Regions from separate parts of the Mus musculus genome. Here region 2 is linked to region 1. Evidence: chromatin contacts called from public HiChIP or PLAC-seq data. All regions are on one chromosome and are shown on one strand. The core of a region is the stretch at or near the end of the contact, and the rest is flanking DNA. Distances in the headings are between cores, read along the strand shown.

Evidence for each region. HiChIP or PLAC-seq counts read pairs in DNA pulled down with a chosen protein or histone mark.
Region 2: a contact with region 1 is called in an H3K27ac HiChIP or PLAC-seq map of stem cell-derived neural progenitor cells. The contact joins the enhancer-like site here to the promoter of Tbx18 in region 1. A contact is called at or near these places in 3 of 39 promoter capture datasets (the 3T3-L1 cell line and embryonic stem cells), 1 of 484 Hi-C or Micro-C datasets (the 3T3-L1 cell line), 3 of 115 datasets of contacts at active chromatin or transcription factors (embryonic limb bud, fibro-adipogenic progenitors and stem cell-derived neural progenitor cells) and 1 of 9 other capture datasets (adipose tissue).

The regions. Positions count from the first base shown.
Region 1 is chr9:87,728,307-87,734,976 of GRCm38.p6, forward strand. Tbx18 (T-box18) reads right to left here and starts at 2,954. Exons shown (of 8, transcript NM_023814.4): 1 at 2,229-2,954; 2 at 1,155-1,359. The coding sequence starts at 2,538.
Region 2 is chr9:87,892,116-87,898,171 of GRCm38.p6, forward strand. No RefSeq gene overlaps it. Among named protein-coding and RNA genes, the nearest start is that of Gm25528, 6.6 kb to the left of the region's middle. Within about 2 kb of position 2,221, at least 12 of the 459 cell types and tissues checked have an H3K27ac peak or open chromatin away from gene starts, as enhancers often do. A contact at or near this core is called in stem cell-derived neural progenitor cells, where this site is marked.

The DNA.
Region 1 (6,670 bases), core at 1,704-4,203:
GTTAAGTTAACCTTATAACACAAATTTATTTACCGATTTTCCTACAACAGTGTTATTAAAGACCGCTGCCAGCGAAAGGAAAGTCCATAACTATTAACTAAACATGAGAGCAGTTTAATATGCTGGCTGTTTTAGTGTTCTTTCAGTGCACCTGTAAGATAAAGAGTAAAGGTCTTTAACTACATCCTTTATAAGACAACTGTTGCTTTGTGTTGGTGAAGAACACATTTGGATCATTAATAAAAACTCCCCGAGAATGCAGAAGGTAGCATATGGATTCAATAAAATATGTTTTTGTAATTTCTAATAAGTTTGGATACTTTTATGCTAGCCAGGTTTTTACCATGTGTACTCCCCGAAAGAGTTGTGTGTGCTTTTTAAAGAACCTTTAAAGGGATCGTATTATTCTTAGATTTCATTACACTAAATGAGCCGAAAACTTGAAAGTGCAAGTTTCTCGCACTGACCTCAAATTAATATGATGTGGCCAACAAATCCATTTATTTGACTAATGAACCATACACGAATTACACAGTCTAAAAAAAACATTAACTTCGTTCCAACGTTTTTGCATTCTATTAATTTAAGGTAGTGGACTGTGTGTGTGTGTGTGTGTGTGTGTGTGGTGTCTACAGTTTTAAAAATCAGACTAATGATTCTTGATACATGATTAAACATGACCATAGTGACTTTTCATGGTAGCCTAATATCAGAATAACACAATACACCATGGACTGGGTGCTGGGACCAATCTGGAAGTTTTGAATTTAAAAAAAAGAAATCGGAGTATGCTAAAAAATACTATTAAAATAAAAAATAACTAAAACAGGAGAGGTCATGTATAACCTAGTTCAGGACTGATAACTAGAGCCTAAATAAATGTAAACTGAGGTGCACATGACATACCTGTAACTACTTCACACTCCCTAACCCAGAGCATGGATCGCTAAGGCTGTAGCACCCAACTTGACAAAGATCTTTCAGACCTAAATGAAACTGGGCCGGGATGCGCCCTTCCTCGACAGTGCTTTGGGAAAGAAAGCAGTAAAGATTTAGAAAGGAAGCTACTGTCTGGGGCCCTGTTGGGTGGGTCAGAGCTGCGGCCAGGGTCCGGTGAGGCCAAAGTCCCAGGACACACGGAGACTCAAGCTTACCTGCCGGCTTTGGTGATGATCATCTCGGTGCCTATTTCGTGAAAGCGCTTCCAGAGCTCCGCTCCTTGCAGATCTACTCTCGGGGCCTGCGGCGCGGGCAGCGGGGTCCCCGGTCGTGCCAAGCCAGGTACGGGAGACCCTTTCGGGGAGCCTCCCGGGGATGCCAACGGGGAGGCGCCCTGCAGGAAGCCATCCTCACAGCTGCCTGGACAGCAGAGGGTAGAGACGGGGAAGCAGTGAGGGGGCGATCCGGCCTTGAGGATCATCTCAGGGCCAGGCCCTAGGACAGCTGCCCGCAGTCCTGCCGCGCGGGGCGATCGGAGTTGCCTTGAGGCCTTTAGGGTCCCACCGAGTTCCTATGTCCCAGAGCCAGGCCCGCAAACTCCCCATGCGCCCCGCCTTGTGGGCCTGAGACCTGTCCCCGAGCTCACTGTCCCTGGGCGCAGATCTCACTGCGGCCGCTGCCGGGATCTGCTCCGGTCACCCCTTCCTCCCTCCGCCCCAGGAGGCCGCCGGGCCTCTGGGCCTCGCGCGAGGCACTTTCTGAGAACTTCCCCAAACCCCGCTCCAGGCAATCCTCCGGGCTGCTGGCTCTCCGGGCCCCGCAGCACAGCGGATAGAAGAGAGCTAAAAGCCCGCCCCGAGGCGCCCTGGGCTCCGGAGGAGTAGCGCTCCGCGTTCAGAAGGGCAGAGAGTGTGGGCGAGCTCGCCGCCGCCTCCCCGGTTGGCGCACCCAACTTCTGGGCGTCCGAGCCCTTTTCCGCGCTTTTAGCCCGCGCCCTCCCGCACGCGCCCCGGGGGCCCCTAAAACTTAGAGAAGTGAAAAGCAGCGGCAGCCCTGGGCTCGAACCCTCCCGGCGCAGAGGCGAGGACGGCGGCAGCCCGCCGAGCCGGGCAGAGAGCCGCGGATGGACGGTGTGCGGGGCCGACGGCTCAACGCCTGCCCCCGGGGCTCGGCGGCGGAGGCCCGGGAGGAGCGGGCGCTAGCGCTGCCTCACCGAAGCTCAGGTTCGCGGGAGCCGGGCGGAGACGCACCGGGAAGCCGCTGGGGCAGGAAGGGATCGATCGACTCACCCGCCGCTCCGCGGGAGCCACAGCTCCGCTCCGCGTCCGCGCAGCTCCGCGCTGGCCCGGACGCCGCCCCGGCTGCCGGCGGCGGGGCAGCCGCTTCTTCGTCGGCCTCCGAGCAGCCGTGCTCCCCCGCGCCTCCGCTACGGCTGCAGCCTGCGTCTTCCACCGCCCCCGCCGCCTCTTCCGTGGCCAGCTTTCTCCGCTTCTTTTGAAGCTGTTGCTGCTTCTCGGCGCCGATCAGTGCCTCCACAGAGAAGGCGTGCGCCTTGAGGCTTAGCATGCTGCACGGTGAGCCCCTCCGCTTCTCCGCCATCCCCGCCTCCCCGAGCCCGCTCGCCCCTCTCTCATATACTCGCGGCTGGGGCGCACGCACGCGCTCGCCCTCCTGGCCCCCCACCAAACGCTCCGCAGCTCCCGATGCCTCCCGAGATCTGTCCCCTTCCTAGCTGCGGGCAAAAACAAATTTGCCGTTTCCTCTTTCTCTGGCGTTGGGATCCGAGGAAGCAGGAACGCGGCCGCCAAGTTTCCTTCCCTCTGTCTCTCCCTCGAGTTCAATGATGCACTTCTTGACTCCCAAACCCTCCACCTCCTCCTGCTGCTCCAAGATCTGCCTCGACTGATGAGCCCGAGAGGACTAACACGGGGAAAAAAAAAACACTCTGCGGACACAAATTAGGGATTGTAATTGAAATTTGTTGCCTTGATCTGTCAGCACTTCAAGGCAGGAGAGCGGTGGGAAGAACTTGCTCATTAGTGTCAATAAAGCGGCGGGGGAGGGTCCTATGGAGCTGTCCATCACCGAAACGGTTTACCAATCAGGAGAATCTAACTCCGCTCAGCCCGCGCCCACTTCCTTACAAGGTCGGAAAATCTCAGACCGAAAAGCGCCGCCATCTGGCTCGTCTCTGCCAGTCTCTAGAAAGCTGAACCCTCTTTTGCTGACACCCGCCAACCCAGTCGCTTCTCAGGCTTTTCTTATCAGGACCAGGAAAGGCTGAGCCTCAGGGTTTAACCGAGAAAAGAGATCCGTAACTAGTAGTATAGAGGATCTTTCAAGGACCCTTAAATCTCCGGTCTCTCATCCCTGTCCATGGGGCTAAGAAGTACATTTGGAGGAGGCAGGAACTTACAGCCAACAGTTTGTTGTTTCTCACTTAAACATTCCTGCATCTATTGATGCCCACTGTATGGAGAGAATGACCACGGGCTTGAATCTTACTCCGAAGATTTTTTTCTTACGTGAGATGAGTTTACGCATATTTGATATTTTTTAGATTTAAAAATTAATCATTGTAATATCTCTCAGACCTTCATATAACCGATTCAGGAAAGGTGTCTCCTTTTATTTAGGACTAATTATTTTAAAACGTAGGTCCTGGGATTTTAATTCTGTTTGTCTTTAATGATATAGGTTTAACTTCAAAACTTCACAAAGTAAACCATGTTTTATGAATTTCTGTATGTTTTTTGAAAGTTCTGTATGTTAAAAGTAGCTTCGTATTCATATTGGTTTTTTTTTTTAATCGGCGTGTTTCTTTAAAATAAATTCAAAAGAAAGCAGAACTCTAGAATTGAACGATCGCAAACATGTATGTGCAGTTCTGTTGTTTAAACTCAACATTTTCTTAGGATTAACAGGATGTGGGTTTGATGGGGATAATAAAAAAAATCACTTGTAGAATAAAATTCACTATGTGCACAAATCTTTAGTATAAAATAGGCCAGGGACGATTCGTTTTGTTTCATTTTGCTTTGCCTCCTTTATTCGATGTTCATTTAAACACTGCAGTCCTAGCTTTCTTCTGGCTTCTCCTCGGCATTCAGGAAAATGGCCTCTGAAAGTACCATCAACCCCGGAAGGAGGGTTTTGTTTTTAAATCATAGATAGAGAAACCTGCAGTTCCTTCAGGACTGGAGTGCTGGGAAGAAATTGAACCAAGCAGCGAGTGCCTAGAGGCGCCTGCAAGGCCTGGGCCAGAAAGGACTTGGTAATATCTTTGCTGTGGATGCAGATTTTTAAATGCCTGAAAAATGCGTTCAATTGGAAGACATTGTTTTATTTGGGGCACTGGGAGCCGGTGTAGCCTACTGGCTTGAAGCTGTCTGGAGAAGCTCTCGCAGACTCATCAGAGTGTAGGGTGATGTGGTATCCTGAATAAGTTCAACCCGGTTAGTGAAGTTTGGCCTAAAGCGGGAGCCAACCAGAAAGCTTGAAGAGGCAGCCTGGAAAGTTCTGGGTTAGTAGGGAGAGTCTAGGACGAAGTCTGTAGAGTTTAAGCAAACAACTCAAGGCCCTGTGTGAAGCTCCCGCGTGAAGCTACGTATCTTCAGTTGCCCATTGAGCTAGAGCGCCCAGCCCCAGCCCTGGGCCCTCATAGATGGTCCAATGGAGCGGTTCTCCGAGCAAGGCCGGCTTGCAGCCTAAGGGATTCATAAATTCTGTGACGGAGGTGGGGGGGGGGGTGGAGTCACTAAAAGGTTTCTGGCATACTCGACCAGCCCGCAGGAGGAGGCTGGGCGGCTGATTCCAAGAAACCGCAGGGATTTCCAGACCGGAAGCCTACTTTGTAGTTATGATCTTGTCCCTTTAAATGCCGCACAGTTCAAACTGGTTTGGGATGTTGAAACAGGCCTTCTAGGCTACCCTGAGGAGCACAGGGTCCCAAGCCCTCCGCTGTCCCTCTGCGTCTTCTTCCAACGTTACCCCTGGCAGCTGGAGCCTCGGGGTACAAAATTTGACTTGGGTTCATATAACAAACAAACTGGAAAACAATATTACAAACTAACAACAAAAATAAAAGTAGTAGCTATGGGTCCAAGTATGCGCAGAGCTCTTGAGGCAGAATGAGGGCGCTAGCTCCCTTAGCTTGAATGAGGGCGCTAGCTCCCTTACTACTGGTCCCACTGCTTGAATCCCGCTCCAGCTCCAGGACCAAGGACAAACTGGTTCCCCCTTGGGTTGCAAACTGTGTACACAGAGCACGACCTGCAATCCTTGGAAACTATCAGAGAACCTCATCCCGGGCTGGATAGCGAAACTAGACCCCAGTCCGCTGAGAAGTCAAGGAAAGGGGTTTTACGGAAGCCTTAGTTTCCCGAGGCCTTTCTCCCCCCCCCCACCCCACCCCCCGTCCCCACCCCCACCCCCGGTTGCAACAAATGTATGCTTAAGAAAAGGCCAAATCCTGCTGTTCAAATCAAGAGAGTGACGAATGCACTGCCACTCGGCGTGCCCCACCCCGAACCTCCAAATCCTGGAGTCTCATTTGCAAGGCTTGGTCTGCACGCACCTATGATCTCCTGTAGAGGTGTTGGTGTATGCTTGGTCACCCGGGAGTGTGTTCCTATAACTCAGGGAGAGAAAAATCTCTTTTCCCATTGTATTACCTACATTAAGGAAGGATTAGAAGTGGAAGAGTGTGCAGTCGGGCCTCTGCCGGCACTTGCCAAACACTATTTTAACTGAAAGCCACTCTGGGGTTGGAGTCAGCCTAAGCGAACTGGTAGCTAAAGGAAAGGCAGAAAATCCTGGAGGGTCCAGATTTGGCGAGGGGAGAGAGATGATGAATGCTGGAATCAGGATCCCACGGAATAACCAAGATGTGTGTGTGTGTGTGTGTGTGTGTGTGTGTGTGTGTGTGTGTGTGTGTGTGTTGGGGAGGGGAGCGTGAAGGAAAGGATAGACGTTTAAATACCATATCTGCTCTCTGCTTTTTCTGATGCAGTTCTGAAACATTCTTCTTAAAAGAAAAATAATGAAGAAAACATTCTCTCCATCTGCATGATGCTTTTTAGTCTCTGTCTCTGTCTCTCTCTCTCTGTCTCTCTGTCTCTCTCTCTCTCTGTGTGTGTGGGGGGGTGTGTGTGATGACTTGCTGTTTCATTTTTTTCTGGTTGATAAGACACCTATTTTTTTTTAATAAACAACCGGTGATTTTCTAAAAATAGACAGGCCTATCTAGACTTCAGTGTGTACTAGTCAGCCTTTCCACGCTTTTACAATCAGTGTAAAACATTCTAACCTATATGTTTGATTTCGTGCACTAGTTTGGTTTCTTGCACTAGAAACCTAATATACTGATATAGAAACAAAGTGAGCAGTCAGCTGAACTCAGGGACACTGGCGGTGGTCCCTGGATCCTTTCTACACATGTAAAAAAGCTATTTTAATATTAACGAAAAGATTAACTGAGTGAGAGATGCAGAAACAGGCTGGGCTGAGGGGTGAGCACTGTTAGAACACAAGAGCAAGAAGGACGGATTACCTTGTGCTTTGTAACTGGATCTCAGAAGGAGATGCCGGCACTTCCTTCAGGACCGTGGCATCAACACCTCTCACAATTTACCAGGCTACAGAGCGCTCTGCTTCTCGCTCTTGGCCTTCCTTCATTCTGGGCACAGGCTTCTTTGCTTCTCCCTCTAATCTGGATTAATGCAAAACAAGT
Region 2 (6,056 bases), core at 971-3,470, 160 kb after region 1:
TCTCTGTGGAGTCCTTTTATACTCTCTCCATAAATCACATATCCTCCACATGTATTGCTTCAGCACGTGTCTTTCATCAGCATGTGCCTCTGTCTCAGCTGACAACACTCTGCCAATCAGCCTGAGTCAGCCGGAAGCGGTAAGAAACTGCAGCATACCACCAGAAGTTTTTTGGTGGCTTCTCTCTATAGATTTCCTACAAATGCAGCCCAACTATGCCATGTTAGGATGACCAATATATGTGTGTTGTTAGCAAAGAGTCCTTCATCACTTGTCCTTTGACGTGCTTGCTTTAGCAGTACATCCTCTTTCATGTGTCTGCCTCAGACAAATGTTCCTTCAGGATTCTGCCGTAGTCTTCCCTTGTGTCTACTCCAGCTAAACTTTTCTTCACATGTTTTCCCCAGCAAAACACCATCCAACAAACTTTCCAAAGAACGTTTAAGCTTCCACTTCAGTAGATCTTTTTAATGTGCAGTCTATTTCAGCTTATTTAGCCTGGATATACTTTTATGATGCTAGAATTGCTTTATCTTTTTAGTAAAGTTTATATACCTGGTAAGTCTGAAGGAAAGATAAAAAGCCTGCCTGCTATAACCAGCACTGACCTGCAGTAAAACATTTCTCTGTGATGGATGTTTTGTAGGAAGGGGAGGTGGGGATGGTAATTAGCTGCATATGAATGGGCACTGGAGTAATGGAATAGAGGGTTTTCAGGATATTCAGTGCTTGTCCTCAATCTAGAATTAAAGAGGTAAACAAAATTCCTCCCAAAGCTATGTTGATGAAATAATTCACAGAATTCAGAGGAGACAGTGGCAGGCTTCGTGGTTCAGTGTGTGCCTGCTCTTCTGCCATGGTCTGCAGTCAGTGACAGGAAATGAGTCTCAACATAAAAATGACTGTTGTCATTAATGCATGATCAGTGTAATGCATTAGGGAGAGAGAAATCCAGAACAGAAAGGAACCACAGTTTTATACTTGTCTTTCAAGTATGAGAGCCAGGGTGTGACCATCAAAGAACACAGATGTAGGTGGGTTCAGGAAGCTTCTAAGAGCTTAACACTAGGTTTTCCTGGGGGGGGGGGGGCTGGTCTAGTAACATGGCTTATACCAGAATAGTATTTGTTATATGTATAACTTCTTGTATAGCATGAATTTCATTTTTTTTTGTCTAATTGTTTTCCTTCTCTCTGCAATATGCCTTGAACTAATATTATCACTGTAGCTACTATCAGAAAGGTGTGTGTGTGTGTGTGTGTGTGTGTGTGTGTGTGTGTTCATTTGGAGATTGGAAGTTGATACCAGGTGTATTTGTCAATTACTCCACACAATTACTGTAAATATAGAGGGGGGTGGGGGGATTTCTTACTGAACCTAGAGTCCGTCACTTTGGATAAACTGTCTGGCCAATGAGCTCCAAATATCTGCTCATAAATGGAACTTTAGCACCATTTACAGATGTGCACCTCCCTGCCCAGTTTTACATGGATTCTGGGCATAGAATCCAGGTTCTCACACTCTCAGGGCAAGCAAACACTTTAACAGCAGAGCTGTCTCTTCACACTTTAACAGCAGAGGCATCTCCTCAGCCCATGTCCCCAAGTGGACAGTGACTTGCATGTACCATTTTGGAGCCCCAGGTAAGAATCCTTTCAAAGAAATGCAAGGTGGAGCCAGGCTCCTTGGCTAGCAATGTTTGCTCAGTATGTTCTTGGTTCCTTATGCTGAGGCACCGGAACCCTCAGTATTTCCACCAGCAGGCTTTTGATCATTTTTGTAATACTCTTATCTTAGTCCTTAGCTAAAATAAACACGGTTCATAAATGCATGATGGTAGTAGTACTCTACACTGGTTAACACCTAACGATTTGCTAAAATGTGCATCTGTAAATGACTGTTTATATTAGCCATTAAGTATCTGTAAAAACATGTACACCACTGCCTGTCTTTCCAAATAAAGGCTGACTGTCTTGAGTTGACTCAGGATAAGTATTGTAAACAGGATGGCGTATAAAGTGTGAGACACTATACAGAGGGCCAAGTGTATATGAAGGTTAACTGATTAATAAAACATGGCTGGCCTTGATTTCGTTTATAAGAAACTTAAGACATTTATCAACATCTGTCTGAAGCCAGTCCCCTTCTCTTGGACTGGGCTGTGGATAGCTGATTAATAAAAGATGATGCCTTAGGAAGGAAGCTTAGATCTTTGAAAGCCTCGACAAAGGACAAGGCCAGGCTGAATCTGCATATGAAAGGGAATGGTGAAAGTAAGGGGTTCACCCTGGAAGTCCCTGCCACTTCCCGGCTGCACTTCATCTTCCTGGTATTGGCAGAGTCTGCAAAAGTAAGAAAGAATTTCAAAAATTAAGTGTGGAATTAATTTACAAGACAGATTGTAGGGTTTTGCTGTGTACTCTCTCTCTCTCTCTCTCTCTCTCTCTCTCTCTCTTAAGAAACTGAAATATAATCCAGTTCCCTCCTGGCTTCCTCCCCTTGGCGTTCTTAACTTTGCAGCTTTCTCTGTTTGTTTTTCATTTGTACCCTTGATCTTTTAGTCCTTCCTTTCCTCTTGGCTGGAATAAAGTGTAAGAATTGAACAAGTGCCTCCCTTGAAAGCTGATAGACTTTGGCTGGCTGCATAAGCATTGCCCTTGTGAACAGCATAGGCCAGCATCACTGCCTCTACACTCCCTTAACCCTTAACCCTTCGACCTAACACATAGTCCTCTGTACTGACTTAGGGACTATCTTCATTCGACATCTATGGCCAAAGATTTGGAGGTAAAATGAAGTGATTGATTTGGTAAAGTTTGATAACACACATCTCTGTCAGAACATCCCATTATCACCCAGGGAGGCAGGAACAGTCCCCTACACAATACACAGGACCAAAGAATTCTAAATTTTTAAGACAGCACAACGGGCAAGAGAAGAAATTTAGAGTCATGACAGTGTTACTGATTCTTCTGAAAATGAAATGCCTTCTTAAATCCTTATCAAGGAAGCATTAAAAACCCAATTTATGTTACTGTCTGACATTAGTAATGGGCAGGTAAAGAAGGTGGGGAAATGTGGACATCTTTAGGATCATGTTGTTATCTGTTGCCTAAAGATCTCTCTCTATCACTCATCTCTGTGGCAGTGTTCAGAATCTAGACTGGACACCTCCAGACAAGAGCCCAAGCAGATACTTTGAAGGGGAAAATGGGAGATGGGGTGGGTCGGAGTATGTCCCTGAAGACTTGGCACACTCAGGCATCACCTTGGCCAACCACATGCATCCAACTGAACCTTCAACAATTTTGTCTGTTCTTTCTGCCCTGTACTCTAGCTTGGGTCAAGTTCACAGTGCATCATAAAAGCAGAAGAAGACAGGAAGAAACTAAGGAAAATTCTCTTGCCTCTGTTAGACTCAGAATCCCAAGAACAACAGAATGGCCTTTTGATCGTGGTGTTGTAGAACTTGTGCCCCGCCCTGCTACCCACAAGCCCTCAAATTCTAAAGACAGGAAGAAGTAAACAAAACATCACATTGGAGGGATTCTAGGAATATCTGTTGCAAAACTGACTTATAAATCCATCTGGGAGTCCCGCAGCCCCAGGGCAAGAGGAGGATGGGAAGTCTGCCTGCCAATGTCCATCCAGGGAGTTTCTGCTATTTCTGATAACATTATTCCCTTGTTAAGTACAAGTCATCCAAGAATTCATTTTTTATGACTCTTTTGGAACCTAAAACGGTCTTTCACACAAATCAGGTCATTGCCATGCCAGTCATGAGAAAATGATAAACATTAGGTGATTAAAATTAACCAAGTGTTAACTAAAACCTGCTTAGCTGTGAGAGTAAAGGCTTGTGCAAATGTGTGTGTGCATGTATGAATATGCATGTATACATATTCATAAGGGTGGATTTGTGTGTGTGTGTGTGTGTGTATGCCTATACATATATACATATATTTTCATGAGGGGAGAGCCATGCTTATACTCCATATGTTAATGACCTGGCCTCAGACAGATGCTGTGAGGGTGTCTGTGTGCTATTACCTACTCTGTGCACTGTGTGTGTGTTCTTGTTTGAGCAGTTGCTGACAAGAACAGGGGACTGGGGACTGATAAAGCTGCAGGAGGCCTGTGCAGGCCTAACCTTTCCTTCCCTTCATGCAGGAAAAAACTTTCATAACAAGGGAACTGGGCTGAGCTGGGCAAAACTGAAGCAGGACTGTCCGGTAATGTCCAACATGTGGTGCTGCTTAAGGCTGAGTCCCTGTGGGCCTGGGAACGACACTACTGCGAAAGACTGAGATCTTCTCAGCCTCTCCTGCTGGGGTCAGTGCTGGAGGCCACACTTGTGGGGGCAGTGTATCAGACTTCTCTAGAAGGAGGGGCATTTTCATTCCAAGTCTCCATGGTGTGAATTGTACCCTAGATCAAAAAAAAAAAAAAAAAGTGGGACTCAGAAAGAGCCTAAAATAAGGTGTCTCATAACACCAACGAGGAGTGAGCCTCAGTCTGTTAGCATTGTTAGAAGTATCATGGATGTTCTGAGTCTGTCTGCCTTGCCCTTGCAGGGCTCCTTGTGGCACACACAGTACCATGAATGTGCATTGCTTGGGACTCCGTGTGCTCCTATGGTATCCCGAGAAACCCTGGCAGCATGTGGAATCTCATCTGGGCACTGTGAGGACCATGACTGGCAGAGCATTAATCTATGAATGACTTCAGTTCTGGTTCTTATGACACTACTTACTAGCATCCCTTCATCAAAATACATTCTCTATACCTACCAGTGAAGGGAAAAAAAAATGTTTCCCACTGAGTTGAGAAGTAAGACATAAGAAAAATGATAGGAAAGTGAGCAAGGACCATGAGGCACTGCTCATTGGCACACTCTCCTGCCCCAGGCCCTTTGCACTAGCTGCTGTCTCTGCCTACAACACTCCCCCTCAGGGGTCCTAAAGATGTGCTTTCTCCCCTTCCAGTGTCTGCCAGATCTCCTTTTGTCAGCTCATCTCTGTCTACCCCATGTAGCGTGGTGACTCCCTAACCTCCTGTTCCTATTATAACACGAGCTTGAACTGTTTTCTTTCTCTCCGTTTCCCTTTGCCACCATCTGATACTTATTCCCAGTATTCTTTGATTCCGTAATGAGGGGGTGGTGGTGGAGGTGGATTATTTTAGTCACTGATAAACATCCCTTGTGTCTGACACATAGTAGGGACTTAGTTAACATTGTAGAAAGAGTCAATGAAGTTAGTCGTCTTAAGATATTATTAGAACTGCCTGTCTCCATAATGTAGATACAGTCCAGACTTAAAGAGGAATTATTTACCCACTGCTGACAGGCCTGTGATGAACATCAGAAATATCTCCAGGCTTACAGACGTTTTCCTTGGCCTGGCTAAGCTGAAGTATGACTGTATGGCCCTTCAGTTTATATTTGGCTTTCGCCTCTGTTTTTCAAACCATTAGATATCAAGCACAAGAATTGTATCTGCAGCCAATGGTGCAAGGTTCTCTGGGAACAAAGGTTCCCTGCAGGTCTAATAAAGAGGTAACAGAAGCAAAGCACATTAAATGCCTCTTTGCACAGCCTGTTTCCTTTGGGCTTCTCTGCATTGTCCTTTGAATTCTCTGGGATCCTGACTGCAGGGAGTAGTTTTCCCAACACAAATGTAACATGTGACACGTTTTAAGACGACGTTTTTGAACCTCCGTGCACTTGGCTGTCTTTTAAAGTTGCAAAGCAGTGAGTGGAAGGATGCTCTGGACCCTGTTGTCTGTGATGTCATCGCCTCTCCCCTGGTCTTCCTCCACTCCAACTTTGGGAACCTCCCTGAGAATGGCAGGCACATTCCTACTTCCTGCCCTTGCTCTGGCTGTTTCCTCAGCCAACAACTGCTTTCCCTGCCTCCTTCCTTCAGAACTCAAGATCGTCTCACACATCTTACCTTCCCGGTCTGTCTATACTCTCCACCTTGTCCATCCTTTCAAGCTGCTCTTTCTGAAGCTTTAGCAGCCTACTCCCCTTCTGACTACCTTTTCTTTTTTCC